Linked DNA regions of Gossypium arboreum: region 2 is linked to region 1. Evidence: chromatin contacts called from public Hi-C data. All regions are on one chromosome and are shown on one strand. The core of a region is the stretch at or near the end of the contact, and the rest is flanking DNA. Distances in the headings are between cores, read along the strand shown.

Region 1 (5,684 bases), core at 263-2,762:
ATCATTGCATCTCACATAAAAGAACATCGCCAAACCACTTTATCATGAAGAAGTGCACAAACATTGACCTTACGCCATTTGTCATTGAAAGACAAGGAACTATGTAAGATGCTCGTTGCTCGGGATGTTAAAACACTAAAATGAAAACAAGCAAGGTAGATTTAGATGAAAAGAAGAAAAAACCTAACCTCATCATCTGCATGACCAATTATAGCCGGACCCCAGGAGCCAACATAGTCGATATACTCATTACCATCTATGTCCCACATATGAGAACCTTTAACAGAATCAATCACAATCGGTTGTCCACCAACGGATTTAAAGGCACGGACAGGAGAATTTACACCTCCAGGCATCAAATTCTGCCCCCGAAAGAAAAATGCTCTTAGAGGAGTCAATGGAAAAATATACTCAAAATAAGATATAAAAGGGTAAATGAAAAGATAGTGACATAACAATAGAAACTAAAAACTGCCACTATAGCTACAAATCTATAAGGTATCCATAATTAAAACCAATGATACTTCTCAATACAATTATATAAAGTTAACATGGTAAGCTTCATCAAAGGAGTAACCATCCAATTAGATATACATTTTACATATTATTTTAGTGATAAGCAAGGAGTTTTTACAATGTCAAAAGCATAATAGTTCCTTCAAAGCCTGCTCAAAGTCTCAATATGAAGCTATATGTTTTTTTTTTTCTTTCTTTTTGAAAGTTTCACTAGTACAAAGACAATACAATGACAAACTACAATGGAGAATCCAACCAATACAATGCACAGATGAAAAAGACCGGACAAAAGCTGGATTAATCCAAGCATACACACAGAGTGGGAGAGAGACCCACAGATTGTAATTGCAGATAGTGGGACTCGAACCCGGCCCTCAAAGGTCAGGGGCCTACTGTGCCCAGGTCTAAGCTATAAGTACTAATATATGATATTAAGGCCAATTGGGTCAAATCTTTAAAAATATTTGATCAGCAATCTAACATACTAAACTTCCTATCAATTCCTTTAGCCCAAACAGAGTACAAAGAAATCAAGGTGGAATCTTTTATTCATTTTCATCCATGCCATAACAAACCCAGATCGAGAAATCAATCAAATGAGATGAATTTTTTTTAAATAGTAATAAAAGGACAGAACTGAGAGAATTACCTTGGCAGCATTGAAAGCTTCTTCAGATTTTTGAAGGGTATAATTCTTCTTTTTATCTTCAACTGAAACAGTCATCTTAACACGAAAACCAGAGGATTGTGAAGAATGAAGTGATTTAGAAAGGTTGGAAGAACAAGAAAGACCTAACCCAATTCCAATTCCACCTATTGAGGCCGCCATTTTTTCTATCTGTATTTGTTTCTCAGTGATCTTCTAGGCAAGTCTCAAGAAGAAGAAGAAGAAGATAAGAAAATGGTAAAATTGTAAGAAAGACTAGCCAATAGGCTATAGATTAGCCACCGAGCAGTCTACCCCATTGTTTTTGTCAACTTCTGGGTTTATAATATGGCTGGGTTGTGAGTGTATAGGATACAGACTAAACCGTTTTGGGTGGACCAATAATCAAATTATGTTTTAATGCATGAAAATGTCCCAGTTCTAGGTGGAAAGCCCAAAAATGGACACAGGCCCACTACAACCTATTCTAGCCTTACAATCCCACCTCTTGGTCTATCAGCATTACATATCCACCCCAAAACTCACTTCTTGAGTTCGACAGTTCTGTTGGTGGCCATTTGTTTATGTCAAGGTTGTATGAATCTACTGAAAAAGTATAAAAAGACACTTTTAGGTTAGAATTACAGGGATAATCCAGTTCGTAACGTGTAAGTTAGATGTGTAAACGTGCACGTTCATCAGTATAAATATTTTTCTGTTCTTTTTTTTTTTTTACAGTTGTTCTTGTTCTCGAAGTGTAATAATTTATGCGATGTATTTATGTTTTTGCCATTAACATGATTTTGAGGGAACCTCTCTTTGCTTTTGACACCTTCGACAGGAAGTTAGAGGGAAGAAGAATATAATAACACTGGTGAAAGTAGGTATTGATAACTTGTTGAGATACATCCTTTCTCTAATTTTTTTTACAAAAAAAAAAAAAAGGACTTGCTGTTCAACCCACTAAGCAGCACTGTTTATGGCGTATGAGTTTGTAGAGATTTAAGTCAATTGCAAATGTATTTTTTTTTTTAAATCTCATGAATTTTTTTTGAAAATGATTCGCTTTGCTTTATTATAGACATTGGAAAGGGGAAAAAACAATACAACCCAAACAAAAGAGAAGCCCCAATCGGAGCTAAAGAAAAGGAAACAGCAAAACACAACAAAGAAATCAAACCACGAAAAAATCCCAAATCAGCAACAAAAATTAACCTGAAACCCTAAAAACGAAAACAACCCCAGCCCCCGACCTTCAGCTCGGCAAAACGACCAATCCTCCCCACCAGAAAGCAACTTGAGTAGGAACGGAAACGGAGGGGACCCTAATCCCAAACATATGTAGAGTCTCGATCCCAAAATAGACCCACAATCGCCGGAAATCACGGAGGGTCCAGCCACCGTCGGTCCGCAGCAACTATTTCACAAACATCTGGAGGAGCATCTTCAACCCAGAAGCAACTCATGAATTTGAATCATAGTGGCAAAAATATATACATTGAAAAAATCTAGCTTTAAACATGATATGCATGAGACAAAGCAATTATTATAAATTCGATAATTAATAAATGTTAATAAAATAAAGTAATAGAATCATAGAGATATTATTATTTATGTGATATATTGTTAGACCACTTTTTTTTTTATTGTTATATTGATCATCTTCATCTTCAGATTATATGTGTTTTATAATAAAAGAACCATCCATTTTATTCAATTTTCGATTCTAACCATTGAATTTGAGTCCTGGATTTCGCATCACATAATCATAGAGATATAATTCATGTTTCATGATGTTATCATGTTCTACTTACACAATTAATAAGAAAAATATACAATATGCATATAATTTTTAATGATAAAATATTCGGACATAAATTTAAAATTTCAAAATATACATATATTCATTCCCAACACTCATGTCATTTAACTCGAATAACATGGCAACTACCTACCTAGATGGCAAATAAGTCACTAAGACTAACCAAAACCAAAACATGTAAAGGTGTGAATCTATTGAGCTGTCCCCTAAGCCAATGTTACAAAAATGAATTGCCATTGATCCAAACCCAAAACCAAAACGCACCAAAAAATACGGGTAAGGGGAAGTCTGTCGTTACCAGAAAATAATGTTGATCGGCTATCGAAGTACGGGAGATTTCATCTTCTCCAGCAACTTAATCTTGTCAAGCAATTCTTGTATGGTATTAGATGCTTCCTACAATGCCAACCATTATCAAACATTGATGGGTTGTTCCAAAGAGGAGAAACGAAAACGAAATCAGGTGACAGAAAATAAAGATTCGGTAAATGTAAGAAAAAGTTCGAATATGAAAGTGTTTTTAGAAAGATTGTCAATACTGACACTAGTACATATTTTTTAGATAACTTTTACTAATGGATACGGGCTGGTACATGTCAGCATCGACCCAGATCTACTGAAATTTTGATCAAAGTGAAACTTGATTTACTTTGTATTAATTTGGAACCGAGATGGTACAGGGTACCAACAACCATGGAATTTAGCTTAGAATGAAACTTTTAGCTTCTTTTTCGATTAAATTCTAAAAAGAACAATGAATGAGAGGAATGTGTGTGGAATGAATGAGAAAATGCAATAATGAAAGAGTCTGAAAAGAATTATAACCTTTAGCTTCTTTCTCAAGTTTTCTTCCTCCTTGTTTCTTCGATCCCTCTCTTCCGAGAAAATGTTAATCAGACTTTCATGTTCAATGCTCAGATTGTCGATTTTTTCCCGCGCTGCTGTCAGCTAATAAAACGATACAAAAGAAAGAAACCCGAAATAAGTGTAAATCCCAGTAAAATTAAGCCACAGAGAAATTATACAAGAAATTTATAAAATGGGTTAACAATACAAGGTGTTCCCAATTTATATGTCAAGCTGTAAACTGGTCTCAAAACTTCAAAACTTTTGAGATATCATGGTATATCACATCAATCAAGTTCTTCGTTAACTGTCAATTTAGGCATTAAATCTCAGCTCAGATCCGACAATTTAGACATATGGACCGTATTTGAAACACACCTCATGGCTAGCTTGGATCTGACATTAAAAAAAAGATGGGCCTCAAACATGGCAGACTTCAACTTCTATCTTTCATTTTAGGGAGCATGTGTGTTTAAAATGTGCTCCAATTATTTAAATTGGCCTCTACATTAGATCCAAGCAAACATTTAACACTCCAGCTTATAAGTAGACTGACAAAAGAATTTGATTGATACGTACTAATATTGTAAGGACTTAATTAGAACTTGTTCAAGCTTGTGGACTAATTAGAATCTAAACCCTTACATAACCCATCACAAAATTAATGTATTGCCATATTTATCCCTACTATTCCTTGCATTTATTTAAGCCACTCAAAGAAGGGATCATACCTCGATTTCGAGTGATTTGCATTGGTTTCTTTCCTTCTGCAAATCATTGAGCAGTTCGCTTTGATGCGCTCCCTCATATTTCTCTAATCTACAAAAAAGAATAAGATTGTTTATACAAAAGACTACAAAAGACAGGTCATAGCAGATCCGATGAAGCCTAACAAATACGGTCTCTGAAAGCACCTTTTCTTCAATTCACAATTTTCCTGCGTCAATTGCTCCAGTATATGTAAGTTGGCCTCAGAAAGCGAAGGCTCGCCATCATTCAGACCACAATCCTTCCAATTGAACAAAAATGGTTATTAAAAACACGCACACATACACAAAAAGGGCACAGAACTAACCTTTAACTTCTATACTAAAACAAACTTTTGACTGCTTACATTAGCTTGTCTCTCAGGTAAGACCTCATACACATCAATACTTGCATCTTCTGCCAGATGGAAAGATATTCTAGATGGGCTTGATCCTTTTCCAGATTTTGGCATGTCCTTTCTACCTTCATCTATCAGCAGCTTTTTATTATAATCACCCTTGTTAAACAAATGTCCATTACCATATCCACGATCCACTGTTTCACGAAATCCCAGACTTTCTTTTCCTCTTTTTTTCCAACTTGAGGGTGAATATGACTTGTCTGAGTCTGAAGAGAGTCGATTGCTGCTAGAAGTACCATTCTTATTCAATCTAGTAGATAGTTTTGGATCGCGACCAGGAGAAGTATCTAAAAGGATAAAAAAAACCGATGTCAATCAAGGAGTGGCTCACAATTCACTGATGACAAAAAACGCATACCTTTGGCTAGAGACTGGTTTATATTTTTCTTATTACGCCGTGGGGCATAGCCAATTCTATGACAATTAATGGACCTAAAATGGAGCAGTCAATAATCCAGAAGCAGCAATTGGAAGCCACATTGTTACCATTGGAATAACTAGAATAGAACAACAAACCAGTAAGTTTTTTGCATTTGTACTAGTCGTGCTTCGAGTCTGGCAAGAACTGTTGTACGCTCAAAACCCTGCTTATCATGAGCTGGCTCAACAAAATTAGCCTCCAAAACACCTAAGAATGCAGTCAATTAGAACATAACCCAGTAAAATAACTAGTAGACTCCAATGCT
Region 2 (5,793 bases), core at 153-2,652, 220 kb before region 1:
CACAATTTCAACATTAAACCTTTTTCTTTTTCAAATTGCACTAAAAGATATAAACCAATAAAAACAGAGTAACAAAGGGCAAACAAGTCAAACAAAGAAAATATCTAGGGACAAGAATGGGACTGAGATTTTTTGTATTGACGTACCGTAAAAGCAACGAATGTAAAGGCTGTTAGATTTTAAGCGGTGTTTTTGTCTGTATATCTAAAACTAATATTTAATTTATATACTTATAGCAATATAAAATTTAAATAATTAATGATTATTTTTATATGTTCGAAAAATTATATACATAATAAATATAAATATATTAATAAATATTTATTTTTGTTGTTTTTAGCACTAAGATATAAAAAAAGATTGACCTCAATTTTGAGATTAGATGAGATTTTATGCTAATTTCTTATTTAAAACAAAACAAAATAAAATTAGATTTTTCTATCTGATTTCATGTTGGTATTTTAACAGAAATAATTAACATATTAGTAATTTAGATTAAATTATGAATTATGAAATTAAAATATAAAATTATCTTGAAATTTGTAATTTCTTTGAAAAATTTTCTCATTTTTAATGTATTTGACACATATGTTAAAATTTTAGTGATACAAAATTTAGTTGATTTTTTAATAAAAATATATTTTAACAAATTGCTTCATATTCATATTCGTATTTATCTTTTAATTCAAAATTATTACAATAATATAAAATATTATATTAATAATATTAAGGTAAATAATAAATAATTTTCAAAACTCAACATATATTTTTATCCAACAATATAATTATATTTTGTAATTAACTTTTACAAAATATGTTAGCATAATTATCAAAACAAGATTGGAATGGAGGAAAATTATGCTTTTAGCCCTTAAAATTTATAAAATTTTAATTTAATCTTTTAAAAGCTACAAAGATATATGTGGTTTCCAACACATATTTTAACTTTATAAAAATATTAATTCAATCTCACTCTGTCCAAAAAATATTCTAACTTTGCGAAGATTGGGTCAAATTATTTTAAATAATTGATTTTATTGTTATAGTTTATAAAAAAAATTGAATGATTATGTTTTTATTATAATTTGGTTAGCATTTGATATAATAGTAGTGTACATTTTTATTTATTTTAGAAGTGTTCTTCAAAAACGGTCATGTATTTTTTAAAATATTTTATTATATTTTCTCCTTTGGTGGAGTTTAAAATTCTCTTGAGAGTAATGCATCAAATACTATTTCATAATTTACTTGTATTTATTAAATTTCTTTTATGATTTTTATAAAAAATTTAAATTTATTTATTTATATACAAGTAAATTTATAATTGAATTGATTAAACAGAAAATCGATAATCTAGTAAAAATATCATCTTAAACCACAAAAATCTAAACAAGTGTAAATCAAATGGCGGAGAAGTCGATAGAAGATGATAGATTGTCGACGTAGAGAATTATCAAAGAGAGAGAGAGAGAGAGAGCGTGTTAATATAAGCCACATCTATCCTCTTTATTTGCTCTTCGGCCGACCATTCCTACTATCAGTTTAAAAGAACAAAAAAAGGGTAAAAATAGGGTCTCTTCTCTCTGCAATTCCCAAAAGAAAAGACCCCTTTTTAGTATATTTTACTGTCCATTTCACTCTCTATTCAATTTCACCCTCTTTCTTTTCGGTGAGTTATGGAACTTTCTTGAGGTTTAATTTTTTATGCTTTTCTTATGCTTTGATGGTTTGGATTTTGGTTTTAGTTTCGTGGGTTTTTTTTGTTTGAATAAAGAAAAATTTGATTTTAGGGTTTTGGTTGGTTTGGGTTTTAATTGATTCTCTTTCTTGATTTCTTTATTGTAAAACCCAAAAAGACTTGGTGATTGGTAATGGATAAGGTGAGTAGCCCACCTGTTGACATTTTGTATAAGTTCCTTCTATGGGTTATGATAATAGTAATGATTGCTAATGGATTAGCTCTGGATATATTGTTTTGGGTTGATGAATTTATGATTTGCTAGAAGTGCTTAACTCAGTGGTGTAAGAACTGTTAATTATCCCTTTTCTTGGTAAATTGTTTCCATTTTTAGTTGATTTTGAGATTACATATGTGAACCTTCATTTATTTGTGACTGTTCTTCCAAATCTCTTATTGTTGGTTAATGATTTGCAATATTTTTGAAGAATGCAAGTGTTGTTTTGTTTGTTTGGGGGTTATTTAATTTAATTAGTCTTTGTCTTATCGCAGATAGTTTAGGAGTGATGGCTAAAGTTCTGGCGCAGTCGACTATTGTTCCTTCTCTAGTTACGAGTCGAAGTCATGGTCGATCCACTGGGAAATCGAAAAGGTCTGTCAAAATGATGTCTAGTTTACGAACACCTGGATTGAGGATAAATAGTTTCTCTGGGTTGCGGGGCTCAGCTTCTTTGGATAATATGGTTAGAGTTGACCAAGATTTCCATTCCAAGGTTGCGATTTCAATCTCGTCTCAACGTGGAAGGGGAAGTAGGTGTGTGCCTAAAGCCATGTTTGAACGCTTTACTGAAAAAGCAATTAAAGTAATCATGCTTGCTCAAGAGGAAGCTAGGCGACTTGGCCATAACTTTGTCGGTACAGAGCAAATTTTGTTGGGTCTTATTGGTGAAGGTACTGGCATTGCTGCAAAAGTTCTTAAATCCATGGGAATCAATCTTAAAGATGCGCGAGTTGAAGTGGAGAAGATAATTGGAAGGGGAAGTGGTTTTGTTGCTGTGGAAATTCCATTTACACCTCGTGCTAAACGTGTTTTGGAACTCTCGTTAGAAGAAGCTCGCCAACTTGGTATCTTTATAGATAATTTACAGCAGCTTTTAAATTACTTGTTGAATTTACTTTGATTAACTGGTATATAAGCTTATTTTTATAACATTTCAGGCCATAATTACATTGGATCAGAGCATCTGCTTCTGGGGTTGCTTCGTGAAGGTGAAGGTGTAGCAGCACGTGTTCTTGAGAATTTGGGTGCTGACCCAAGCAATATCCGCACACAGGCAAGAAATGCCTTTATTGACTTTATCTTGTTTAAAATTTTTTATTTATATTTTAAAAATTAACTGGGGTTAAATTTTTACTATTTGATTGACTAGGTTATTCGTATGGTTGGTGAGGGCAACGAAGTTAGTGTGGTTACCGGTGGATCAACTGGTAACACAAAGATGCCAACACTTGAGGAATATGGAACCAATTTGACTAAGTTAGCTGAAGAGGTAATTGGTTTTATTTATTTGTCATTTTTTATCATTTTGGTATTCATGTTTGCTTGTTTTTAAAAAAGTATTTTCTATTTTTAGGGTAAATTGGATCCTGTTGTTGGAAGGCAAGATCAAATCGAACGAGTTGTCCAAATATTGGGTAGACGAACCAAAAACAACCCGTGTCTTATTGGAGAACCTGGTGTTGGAAAAACTGCTATTGCAGAAGGCCTTGCCCAGCGAATTGCTACTGGTGATGTTCCTGATACTATTGAGGGCAAGAAGGTGCATATACATGTTCTTTTTACTATTAAAAACATTCTATTTTAGCAAAAGGGTTGAAGGAATTGACTTTGAATTTTCTTAATGCGTGTTCCGGATTAGAATTTCCTTGATCTTACAACAATTAGAACAACGCATTTGTTATGGTTTTCTTATCAGGTTATAACTCTTGATATGGGTCTTCTTGTTGCCGGAACAAAATATCGTGGTGAGTTTGAGGAGAGGTTGAAGAAGCTAATGGAGGAAATCAAGCAAAGTGATGAGATAATATTGTTTATTGATGAGGTGCACACTTTGATTGGAGCTGGAGCAGCTGAAGGTGCGATTGATGCTGCCAATATCTTGAAGCCTGCTCTTGCAAGAGGTGAATTGCAGGTACACTGCTATCGACACACTTAAGACTTCTATTGACGGTTTCACTAAATACTATAATCGTTTAGAGACTAGTTAATTTTTATATCCGGCTTCTAATTTGAGTTATGTGCGGTCTGCTTTTGCTGTTTATTGGAATTTTCTAGTTAGGTGTAAGAAATGCATGTTGAATTTCTACTACTGTTGAAATTATAGTATCGTTTACACTTTTACTTGAATTGATGTAGTGTATTGGAGCTACCACACTTGATGAATACCGAAAGCATATTGAGAAAGACCCAGCTTTGGAAAGGCGTTTCCAGCCAGTTAAAGTGCCCGAACCATCTGTTGATGAAACTATACAGATTTTGAAAGGTTTACGAGAGCGTTACGAGATTCACCACAAGCTTCGTTACACAGATGAGGCCTTAATCTCTGCCGCACAGCTTTCATACCAGTACATCAGGTACACGGTCATCTTATTTCATGGAGTTCCTTTATAGTCATTGAATCTGGAGTTCCCTTTTTGTTTCTCATTTCGGTTTCTGTATGCTTCAGTGATCGTTTTCTGCCTGATAAAGCAATTGACTTGATTGATGAAGCTGGATCTCGTGTTCGCCTTCGTCATGCACAGGTATGCTTGTATAATAACCTAGTCATGAAGTGACTCTTGCATGCTTTTCCTTCTCAAGTTCATTTTCATGACATTGTTGATACAGCTCCCTGAGGAAGCTAGAGAGCTTGAGAAAGAGCTCCGGCAGATCACAAAGTCGAAGAACGAAGCAGTTCGCAGCCAGGACTTTGAGAAGGTACAGAATTATTTCGAGTTTCTTGGGGCCTTTTTTGCTGATTTCCTTCGGAGGGTGGATCAATGGTCCTCCCCCAGGTCCTAACTCTTGCTTTTTATGTTGTGGGTTTGGCATAAACAGGCTGGGGAATTACGTGATCGGGAAATTGAACTCAGGGCTCAGATCACTGCAATCCAAGAGAAAGACAAGGAGATGAATAAGGCAGAGGCGGAGGCAGGGGATGGAGGGCCTGTAGTGACTGAAGTCGACATTCAGCATATAGTCTCTTCATGGACTGGTATTCCTGTCGAGAAAGTATCAACTGATGAATCTGATCGCCTACTTAAAATGGAAGAGACCCTTCATAAGCGAGTCATTGGTCAGGATGAAGCTGTCAAAGCCATTAGCCGTGCTATTCGACGTGCTCGTGTTGGTCTCAAGAACCCCAACCGGCCAATTGCCAGCTTTATCTTCTCTGGACCAACTGGTGTGGGAAAATCGGAACTAGCAAAGGCACTAGCTGCTTACTACTTTGGCTCTGAAGAAGCCATGATCCGACTTGATATGAGTGAGTTCATGGAAAGGCACACAGTGTCCAAGCTGATCGGTTCACCCCCTGGGTATGTTGGGTACACTGAGGGTGGTCAGCTAACTGAGGCTGTTAGGAGGCGACCATACACCGTAGTACTTTTCGATGAGATTGAGAAAGCCCATCCTGATGTTTTCAACATGATGCTTCAGATCCTCGAGGACGGAAGGCTTACAGATAGTAAAGGAAGAACTGTCGATTTCAAGAATACACTCCTGATAATGACATCAAACGTCGGAAGCAGTGTGATCGAAAAGGGTGGACGGCGAATTGGATTTGATCTCGATTATGATGAGAAAGACAGTAGTTACAATAGAATAAAGAGCCTGGTGACAGAAGAACTGAAGCAATATTTCAGGCCGGAATTTTTGAACAGATTGGACGAGATGATTGTTTTCAGGCAACTCACCAAGTTAGAAGTGAAGGAAATTGCCGATATAATGCTCAAAGAAGTGTTTGACAGGCTTAAAAGCAAAGAAATTGAGCTCCAAGTGACCGAAAGGTTTAGAGAAAGGGTGGTGGAAGAAGGGTACAACCCAAGTTACGGAGCAAGGCCTTTAAGAAGAGCCA

What was found. Hi-C and Micro-C count contacts between places; a contact is called where the count stands out from the background.
Region 2: a contact with region 1 is called in a Hi-C map of leaf, with 2.7 times the contacts expected there. The contact joins the promoter of LOC108450453 here to the promoter of LOC108456175 in region 1. A contact is called at or near these places in 2 of 5 Hi-C or Micro-C datasets (both in leaf).

Annotation. Positions count from the first base shown.
Region 1 is chr7:99,818,933-99,824,616 of ASM2569848v2, reverse strand. LOC108456175 (glutamate-1-semialdehyde 2,1-aminomutase 2, chloroplastic) reads right to left here and starts at 1,512. Exons shown (of 3, transcript XM_017754777.2): 1 at 1,166-1,512; 2 at 189-362. The coding sequence starts at 1,345. It overlaps LOC108469691 (protein MICRORCHIDIA 7-like), which reads right to left. Exons shown (of 21, transcript XM_053030528.1): 15 at 5,515-5,626; 16 at 5,357-5,430; 17 at 4,945-5,285; 18 at 4,745-4,839; 19 at 4,562-4,649; 20 at 3,810-3,932; 21 at 2,208-3,380. The coding sequence ends at 3,303.
Region 2 is chr7:100,040,244-100,046,036 of ASM2569848v2, reverse strand. LOC108450453 (chaperone protein ClpC1, chloroplastic) reads left to right here and starts at 1,402. Exons shown (of 10, transcript XM_017748089.2): 1 at 1,402-1,669; 2 at 2,231-2,803; 3 at 2,897-3,012; 4 at 3,109-3,228; 5 at 3,313-3,498; 6 at 3,655-3,870; 7 at 4,095-4,312; 8 at 4,405-4,480; 9 at 4,566-4,655; 10 at 4,776-5,793. The coding sequence starts at 2,245.